Regions from separate parts of the Mus musculus genome. Here region 1 is linked to region 2. The links are chromatin contacts, called in public Hi-C maps. All regions are on one chromosome and are shown on one strand. The core of a region is the stretch at or near the end of the contact, and the rest is flanking DNA. Distances in the headings are between cores, read along the strand shown. Region 1 has its middle 68 kb from the start of Gm4872. Region 2 overlaps Jazf1 (JAZF zinc finger 1).

Region 1 (4,779 bases), core at 28-2,527, 140 kb before region 2:
GGTAAATTTGTGTGCAGAAGTCACCAGATGCCCGATACCCAATTGGTGACAGGACTGATTCTTCAAAGAGACAACACTGAGTTTCAAAGGAACTATATATCCTGACACCCAGGTCCTGGCCTTGAACTCGTGGCACAATCCTGCCCCAGCCTCCCAAGCTACTGGGACTACAGGCGTGCGCCACCACGCCCGGCCTCAAGGGAACTGTATATCCTACAACCTCAACTACTCACTGAATGTGACATTTTTCTAACATAGCCTCAGCCTGAGCTGGGGGGAGGGAAAAAATGTTCCCTACCAGGAAAGCATAAGCACTGTCCAGCTAAGAAGAGGATCAAAGGTGCTGCTTAGCTCAGAAAGCCCCCTTTCCCTAAGCTGATAGGAGATTTTATAAACCCTCATTGAGAAAACTTTGAATGAGAGGTGACGTTCTGTGTTTTCTGGGGCATCAGCTATAACTAATAATGGGGGCTGTGCTAGTATAAAGAGGCAGTTGCAACATAGGAAGAAGTAATGAGGTTAGGGAGGGACAATGGGGTTCATGGTCATAGCCCCTTCTGATCACTTTAAGCATTGTCTGCTGACCTGGGTGATGTCACTTCCTGACCTTATACTTAGAAACACTCTTGCTGGAAACATGTCTGATCTAGCATTTCTCGAGGTCAGCACTGTTACATCGGGGGCAGATGATCCTCCGAAGTGGAGACTGCTGGTGCACCTTGGACATTGAGCAGTACCCTTGGCTTCCAGCCATTTGAGGCCAGTACCATTTTTGTCCCGCCATCATCCTATTCTTACAACAACAACAACAAACTCTTGCCTGGCATTACCCAAAATCTCATTGAAGAAAAAGCACCCCAGCTCAGACCATCATCCTCAGATGTCTGTAGATTTCAAAAGGTGGCTGTGAAGAGGAGTGTTTTCAGATCAGTGGGTTTACAGGCAGAACAAAATGGGTGCTATGTGGAATGCAAGAAACAGACTGGGCACAGAAAGAGGCAGAGCAGACTCTCAGTCACACGTAACGTATCCGCAAGTCCCTGGTGAGCTCTGGTGCCATTGAGAATTGTCTCATTCCAAATGGGTTCCATCTGCAAGACAGTCAGACCGTCCCTGTTCCAGAGGCATGTGTTTGAAGATGTGTTGTCACTTTGTTTGTTTTTCTGGCACCCAGGCAAGAGGCCACTCCATCCTCCCCCATCTTCCCGCCTGGTCACCGGATGGGGCGTGACCTCTTCAAGGCAGCTTCCTGTTGTAGTAATCTATTCCTCAAGAGAAGTTCAGCATGAACAGAACTCTGTCTCCTTCAAGGTCATGGTCATAAAGGCTGAACTTGGCTGTCTGTAGAATAAACTGCTAGGAAAGTTCAGTTTCACAATCATGGTTCTTTCATCACCCAGTACTGTCATGGTGCAAGAAAAACAGAAGGGCTGCTCTGACCCCAATCAAGTCTGACATGGATCTAATTTAAATGTGTTTTTGTTTATAAACTGCTTTTTATCAATTGAGTGACAAGAAAGGGCCAGGGAAGGAACTTGTTAGCTAGTTGATGGTGCCACAGCTGGCCTCTCCCCACTGCTACATCTCAGCATGCCAGCAGATGTTCCCAGGTGATCTTCCAATCCAGCGTGTATTCTCCAGGGTCTTGTGCACAGCAGTACTGTCCCTTTACAAAACCAGCTCCCTCTGCTAGTTGGCTGGAATTCCTCTTTGCCACTGGCCTGGTGTCTGGAGATGTGTTACCACTTTGATCTGTTTGATTCTATGGCACCTAAAACTAAATAAATACCATATCAGAGTCAAGCAGGATATGGGAATGCTTGCTTTTGGCTTTGTTCTGTGCTAATAGCACAGGCTGTGCAATGGAAAGAAAGTATAGTTTGTCTAAGGTCACACAGACCAGGTAATGGACCAAGAACTAGAAAATAGACCAAGCTAAGCTGTCTGTTGCCTTAAGCTTGGCCACCCCAGCTGGGAGTATCCTAACTACAGGGTCACAAACTGTAAAGCTCTTACTCATCAGATATAATCAAATGAATAGGATTTAGAAGGAGCAACTAAGCAAAACTGCGATGTATACATAGCCTTTTAGATAATGTAAATAAATATAGCGTCTTTGAACCTCAAATATTGGAGTGCTGCTTCTACAGGCAATCAAGCAATGTAGAGCAATGCACAAACCACCACACACACACACACACACACACACACACACATACCATCACCATCATCACATACCACACATACATGCACATATACAACATACCGCACACTCATACACCACCACCACCACACCACACACACACACACACACACACACACACACACACACACATCCCATCACCACGATCACATACCACACATACACATACATATACAACATACCACACACCCCCATATACACACTACGCACCACCACCACCATAGCACACACACACACATACCATCACCACCATCACACACCACACATACACAATATAACACACACACACCCCACATACATAACTATTAACAAGTACATAGTATCTTGGGTACTGTCCAAAACACTTTTAGGTATGGCCTCACTTGATGTTCACTGTGTTCTATGAATTTGATAGCATAGTTCCTCCATAACACCAGGGAATAACTGGTGCTCAAAACACCATACTGCACAAAGACAGTTTCCTTGCTGGCAACAGGACCCGCTCCATGGACATGTGGCCAGGGCACTTCACAGAGCCCTTGGTTTAGACAGCAGTTCTTAACCTGACCCATTTGGAGATTGAAAGACCCTTTCACAGGGAACACCTAAGACTATCAGAAGACAGTGATATTTCATAACAGTAGCAAAATTACAGTTATGAAGTAGCGATGAGATATTGCTATGGTTGGGAGTCACCACATGAGGAATGGTATTAAAGGGACGCAGCATTGGAAGGTTGGGAACTACTGGTCCAGGTTTGCTTGTAGATCAACTTCCATCACCACTGTGTTGAAACTCATCATAGTCAGAACAAGGAGGATGCAAGTTCGCATTGCTCTATGTTCAGAATTTATATAGCTGCACAGAAAACAGTGGCCACCAAAACCGCTTTTAAAGATTTTATTTAACTTTCAGATCCATTTCCCTTACACATTCAGGATTTGTTTTCATTGAAGACTTTTCTCTAATGGATGCCCTTTGAGTGGTAACTGGATGTCTATGAATAGCTTAGAATAATTTAAGCCTACAAAGATTTGCCTTTCCCCAAAATTTGAATTCTAATGAATCAGTTTGGTAATAGCTCCTCTCTCCTGGATGGAAGCCTCTATTCAACCCCATGGGAAAATACATAATAGTCCAGAAGGCAGAAACCAGAGCACCACTCCCAGCTCGAATTCGACTCCTGGGAAGAGCCAAGGAGGAAAGGCTGTCCTGGCCTCAGAGGGCACTGGTTGGTACCGTCCAGTATCTGGAATGGCACCTACCTCATGCTTGGTTTTATAAGATTTTTTAAAAATCTTTGCTTAAAGATTGTTCCAGGGTTATAGTGTCATTGATCCTTTTACAAAAGTGTAAGTTCTATAAGCTCATATATGCTTAATATATGTGTTTATGTATATTCAGAAATAATACAAACATAACAATAAAAAGCATTCAGAATAAATACATATGCATTCCTTGGTTTGCTCTTTTTTTGGTAAAAGAGAATATATAGCATCACCTATAAAATCTTAGCATTGGAAATAAACCAATCTTGGGCTCATACATGAGGGTACCAAGGGTCTATCTAGACCTAACTCAGTAGCCAAGCAAACACATCACACTAAGAAGAAATAGGACTCATCTCCATCAAGCTAAAATACATCTGCAGAGAAAACAGGGGTCACAACGTCATGGCCAAATGGTAGTTTAGGAAACAAGGGACTGCTAGGGGGTGGTGATGCACCTCTTTAATCCCAGAACTCAGGAGGCAGAGGCAGGTGGGTCTCTGTGCATTTGAGGACAGCTTAGTCTAAAGAATGAGTTCCAGGATAGCCAAGGCTACACAGAGAAGCCCTGTCAAAGGAGGAGGAGGAGGAGGAGGAGGAGGAGGAGGAGGAAGAGGAGGAGGAGGAGGAGGAGGAGGAGGAGATGGAGGAGGAGGAGGAGGAGATGGAGGAGGAGGAGGAGATGGAGGAGGAGATGGAGGAGGAGGAGTTGGAGGAGGAGGAGGAGGAGGAGATGGAGGAGGAGATGGAGGAGGAGGAGTTGGAGGAGGAGGAGGAGGAGGAGATGGAGGAGGAGGAGGAGATGGAGGAGGAGGAGGAGGAGGAGGAGGAGGAGGAGGAGGAGGAGGAGGAGGAGGAGGAGGAGGAAATGGAGGAGGAGAAGGAGGAGGAGGAGATGGAGGAGGAGAAGAAGGGGAAGAAGAGGAAGAGAAAGAGGAAGAAGAAGGTAAAATTTTGCCTCTGAAACTTTTCAAGTAATAAAACTCATTTGCATATTGCATAAATTTGGTCCCAAATCCCCCTTCCTACTCAGTATTTTGTCCCTGTGTTACTTGGATCCCTATAAGTACAGCATTGAAACTCTCAGAGGAGATTTTCAACTGTGTCTCTCTGCTTTCTAATCTTACTCAAAAGCAATGGTGAAAATGAAACAAGAAAGTTTCTCTTATAAAGAAATAATTTGCTCACCAAGATGATGGGGTGGCCTGGAAATTAACCGCAGATGGGATTTCCTGTCTGACAGAGCCAAGCAACATCTGGGGACAGTGTTATCTCTGAACATTATCTTATTATTTTTCTTCCACAGGAATGAAAGTCTGATATTCAAAC
Region 2 (4,663 bases), core at 1,710-4,209:
AATTTGCCTCTGATTGAGCAGACATGTTAAGTAATTTTAGCCTGGCTGTTGCTAAGAAACCAATTAATAATGCTCCATGTTTCATTGAAAATTGGCTTCTGCCTGCTTTCCATTTAACTCCACGACTCAGCTACTTGTGCTGCACTCTTCTCCCTTGGTTAGATTGTGACAGACAAATTATCGTTTTACTACATTTATTTCTGTGATTACAATTGTTAGTCATATCTGTCAATACAACTTCAGAGCTTTTCCTTGTTAATGCCATAGGATGGAAAACTGAATTTTAACTGCTGATCATTCTTTTCCTTTATAGCTTGTGGGTACTAGGTTATATTTTTGTGAAGGCCTTCCAAATTGTGGGTAACAAAAAAAAATTTAAAGCAATCTTCCCTGCTCCATAATTGTCCTTTCTCTCTATAGAGACTAATAATTAGAATATTAGACACGATTCAGAAAGTGACAGACAGCTGATTAAGCATTCAGCTGCATCTTGTGTGGTTCTTTCTTCCCATCGTTTGTAGACTATACCAGGTTCTGTCTTTTATGCAATGCATTCTGATTTTTGTGACTTTATTTTAGATGATAGCCTCTGTTCTTCTGAATAATAAATGTTCTTTTAGCTACTATTGTTCCTTTTTGAACCAGTCAACTGGGTAGTTACATTTAGTAGTAGCAGCACTTCACAGTATGATGTTTTGTAGTATTGATCTGGCTAAAATGCTCATTAAGAGGCAAAATTGGTTGCTCTTCACCTGGGTTTGACGATGTTTGGAGCCTTCTTCGAATGATGCACACAGACACCGCTGACTCTTTAGCCTCGTGAGTGGGAGCACACAAAGCCAAGCTCCAGAGGGCGAAGCAGAATCTGCTTTTGTAGTTTATGGTTCACAGCTTTAGAGTTTGGGTTCTGAAGATAAAATACAAAGGGCATAGAATTTTTTCTTTTTATTAGATATTTTCTTTATTTATATTTTAAATGTTACCCCCTTTCCTGGTTTCCCCTCTGAGAACCCCCTATCCTGTCCCCCCTGCTCACCACACCCACCCACTGTCACTTCCCGGCCCTGACATTCTCCTATACTGGGGCATAGAACCTTCAAAAGACCAAGGGCCTCTCCTCCCGTTGATGTCCCACAAGGTCATCCTCTGCTACATATGCACCTGGAGCCATGAGTCCCACCATGTGTACTCTTTGGTTGGTGGTTTAGTCCCTGGGAGCTCTGGGGATACTGGTTGGTTCATATTGTTGTTCCTTCTATGGAGCTGCAAACCCCTTCAGCTCCTTGGGTCCTTTTCTCTATTTCCTCCATTGGGGACCCTGTGCTCAGTCCAATGGTTGGCTGTGAGCATCCACCTCTGTAATTGTCAGGCACTGGTAGGGCCTCTCAGGAGACAGCCTCTCAGGCTCCTGTCAGCAAGCACTTGTTGGCATCCATAATAATGTCTGGGTTTGGTGACTGTATGTGGGATGGATCCCCAGGTGGAGCAGTCTCTGGATGGTCATTCCTTCAGTCTCTGCTCTGTAGTTTATCTCGGTAACTCCTCCCATTGGTATTTTGTTCCCCTTTCTAAGGAGGACTGAAGTATCTGCACTTTGGTCTTCCTTCTTCTTGAGCTTCTTGTGGCCTGTGAATTGTATCTTGGGCATTCTGAGCTTCTGGGCTAATATCCACTTATCAGTGAGTGCATACCATGTGTGTTCTTTTGTAACTGAGTTACCTCACTCAGGATGATATTTTCTAGTTCCATCCATTTGCCTAAGAATTTCATGAAGTCATTGTTTTTTATAGCTGAGTAGTACTCTATTGTGTAAATGTACCACATTTTCTGTGTCCATTGAGGGACATCTGGGTTGTTTCCAGCTCCTGGCTATTATAAATAAGGCTGCTTTGAATATAGTGGAGCATGTGTAGGACAGAATTTAAAAGCATCTGTGAAGTAAAATTTCAGCCTAGCCCCCTTTGTGTCACCGTGCTTTGTAGGACTAGGGAAAGGGAGTGTCCCATTCTGGTCCCTCAAGAGCACAGGGACAGTGTTTAAATGAGCTATGGCTGCCCTGGCATCAGAGATTCCCCTCTGAGGCTGTTCTCCTATCTTTCGGCCATGTTGCTCCGTGGTGTGTTCTCCCACCTCTGGCCTCTGCATGCACGGTCCAGCAGTCCGCCCAAGATTCACTCTCTTGAAATTCAGATTGAATGTAGGCTTACCCTAAGGGCCTTGCTATAATCTTCAGTACCTCTGAAAAGCTCTGTCTGTCAGGGCTGCATTCTGGGGCACAGAAATTAGAACATCAACAATTTTAGGAAGAAACTATCAACCAATAGCAACCAGCATATCACATGTTGCCAACTCTCACTCACTCTGTTCATTTGTTTCTTAGTGGCCAGTGGTAAAGATGGCCAGAAAGGAAGCAGGAAGTCTGATTGACTTCTCTGTTCAGGTCAGATCTGACCGTAAAGAATATTCTTACTCTACTTCCTATTTTTATTATTTTGTCCTTTTGGGACATTTACTGGAGCCGCTTTTTTCCGACCTTACTTGATTTGCCAGATGGAGATGTACCTGTCTCCGTCCCTCTGCAGGGGCTACCGACTCACAGCATGATTCAGTAGACAATGAATGCTGTCACTGTGTGAGGGTGCCGGCCAGCTGATGATGCTGGGGGTGAGCCTACTGTGCGAAGCTGGGCTCATCTGTTCAGACCTGAAGACAGGTAATGGAAGGCAGGCCTCATGGACACCTTTGGTCCAGCCATCTCCAGCCTGTGTCTTCTTCCATGCATATCTAGGAGGGGCCCTTAAATCTGGCTCTCTGTCTAGATGTCACCGTGATCACAAGAACAAGTCCCGTTTGCAGAAGAAGAGTCATGAAAACACTCTAGCCCTGGGTCTAGGTCACCAGTTTCTGTCAGAGTGACCCAGGTCACTGTGGTGAGTTCTGGAATTAGGGTCATATAATCACACGAGCTGTTGCAGAGGATGCTCCAGATGTGGTGGGCTGCGTGGCCAGGGTAGGTGGAAGATGTCCTGTCCTAGAAGAAGAGGAGGGAAGGCATGAGTCTGGCAGAAGGGCTCACATAGCTGACACACTCTCATTTCTTTCACAGAGGATCATGCTGGTTGCAGGTTTAAAATTGGAGCTTAGAATGCTTTCATTTCCCCGTGATTTTAATAATTCATTGAATTAAACAGAAATAAGCATCCCCACTTTGTGGCTTGCTGCTAGGCTAAAAGTTTTTTATTTCAAAGTTTTTCACGAATACAAAAAAAAAAATATATTCTTTGGTCCTGAAACCTTTTCTTCCCATGTGAATATTGGCACTAATCTAGCCTATAGGTCTCAAACTAGCTTGGAGAAAAATTGTGACAGATTTTCTAGTCATTGGACTCAGCCATCCTAGATGATCACAACACAGAAGGGTGATTATGGGTTGAAGACATACATTTAATTGTGAAGCATAGAAGGGCTGCCTGAAGCAGTGCATGCAGTGTTTAGCCTGATGCATGTGGGTTCATGTATTTTGCTCAGTTAAACAGGATCTCTGCTCTGCCAGATCCTACAGGGAAACACACAACACAAGACATTAGATACCAGTCCCATGAACATAGCATGCCTCTGTAACATTTAACTCTTTTTCAAGCTTAAAAAAAAAAAAGATACAGTGGCCTTTCACACTTAGGAGACTGGGGATGCAGAGGTGAGCCTGAATATAATTTCAGTGCGCATGAGTGGGAGGATGACAGTTTGATGACAGCTCCCTCCTTGTATGTGGGTCACAGGAAAGAGTAGCATTGATACAGACTCAGAGCTTGTGTGGAAACCATCACACTCCTGCATCATGGTACACTTCACAGCTTTGTATATGACTTCTAGACCCTACTAGTCAGTTCCGAGTTATGTTTCTAGTTGGATGGTTACTTTGTACTGTAGATACTGTTCATTGTATTTCTATTTTATCACTACATGGATGTACCAGCCTCCCCCGTCAGGGGACCCAGTGGCCAGAGGAGGCTAAGAGAAACCCTGAGCTTCATATAGATAGGAAGTAAGAGGAGCAGGGAACTATGTTACTTGGAAAGTTAAGGACTTTGGGTTTAATTTACTAGCATCATTGAACTCTCAAGAAACTGTGGGGAGTGGAAATAATTGAGAATGTCAGAACCTTGTTAAAATACCATCGCGTGTGCCTGTTGTGCAGTGTGCCTTCTAGTCTAAAAGTGGAACTCTGCAGGAAAGATGGGCAAGGGTGATAACATTCATAACGTCCTGTCTTTTACTTATTTGTGAAATCTCAAAAAAATCCTTGCACTCTTCCAAATTAAAGGAAGCATTTTCCAACTCTGCTTCTTGTTTTCTCTCTCCTTTCTTTGTCATGTTTCTGATACCATAGCAGTCGCGACATAGATGAATTCTGTCGTTGATAAGAATTTTTCCAGGATTTATGTTGGATTTTTTTCCCCTTTAAATAAATTGTGAGAATAAAATAGTGTCCCCACATTATAAGCTTGTGAGTGGCAATCTGTGTCTGTGCCTCTCCAAGCCAAGCTTCTGCATGAATGGTTTAGTGCTAAGGACCTTGTGTCCACTGAGCTGTGGGAAAGCTTCCTCCTCAGCAGCACTTGAGCTTGAGGCCAAGATCAGTCCTTGAGGACTGTGGATCATC

Evidence for each region. A called contact is a pair of places that touch in the nucleus more often than the background predicts.
Region 1: a contact with region 2 is called in a Hi-C map of uterus. The contact joins two enhancer-like sites. A contact is called at or near these places in 8 of 484 Hi-C or Micro-C datasets (bone marrow-derived macrophages, embryonic stem cells, liver and 2 more) and 2 of 115 datasets of contacts at active chromatin or transcription factors (bone marrow-derived dendritic cells and embryonic stem cells).

What each region holds. Positions count from the first base shown.
Region 1 is chr6:53,151,324-53,156,102 of GRCm38.p6, reverse strand. No RefSeq gene overlaps it. Among named protein-coding and RNA genes, the nearest start is that of Gm4872, 68 kb to the left of the region's middle. Within about 2 kb of position 1,277, at least 23 of the 459 cell types and tissues checked have an H3K27ac peak or open chromatin away from gene starts, as enhancers often do. A contact at or near this core is called in uterus, where this site is marked.
Region 2 is chr6:53,010,442-53,015,104 of GRCm38.p6, reverse strand. The region is part of intron 1 of Jazf1 (JAZF zinc finger 1); the gene reads left to right. Among named protein-coding and RNA genes, the nearest start is that of Gm33219, 36 kb to the right of the region's middle. Within about 2 kb of position 2,959, at least 2 of the 459 cell types and tissues checked have an H3K27ac peak or open chromatin away from gene starts, as enhancers often do. A contact at or near this core is called in uterus, where this site is marked.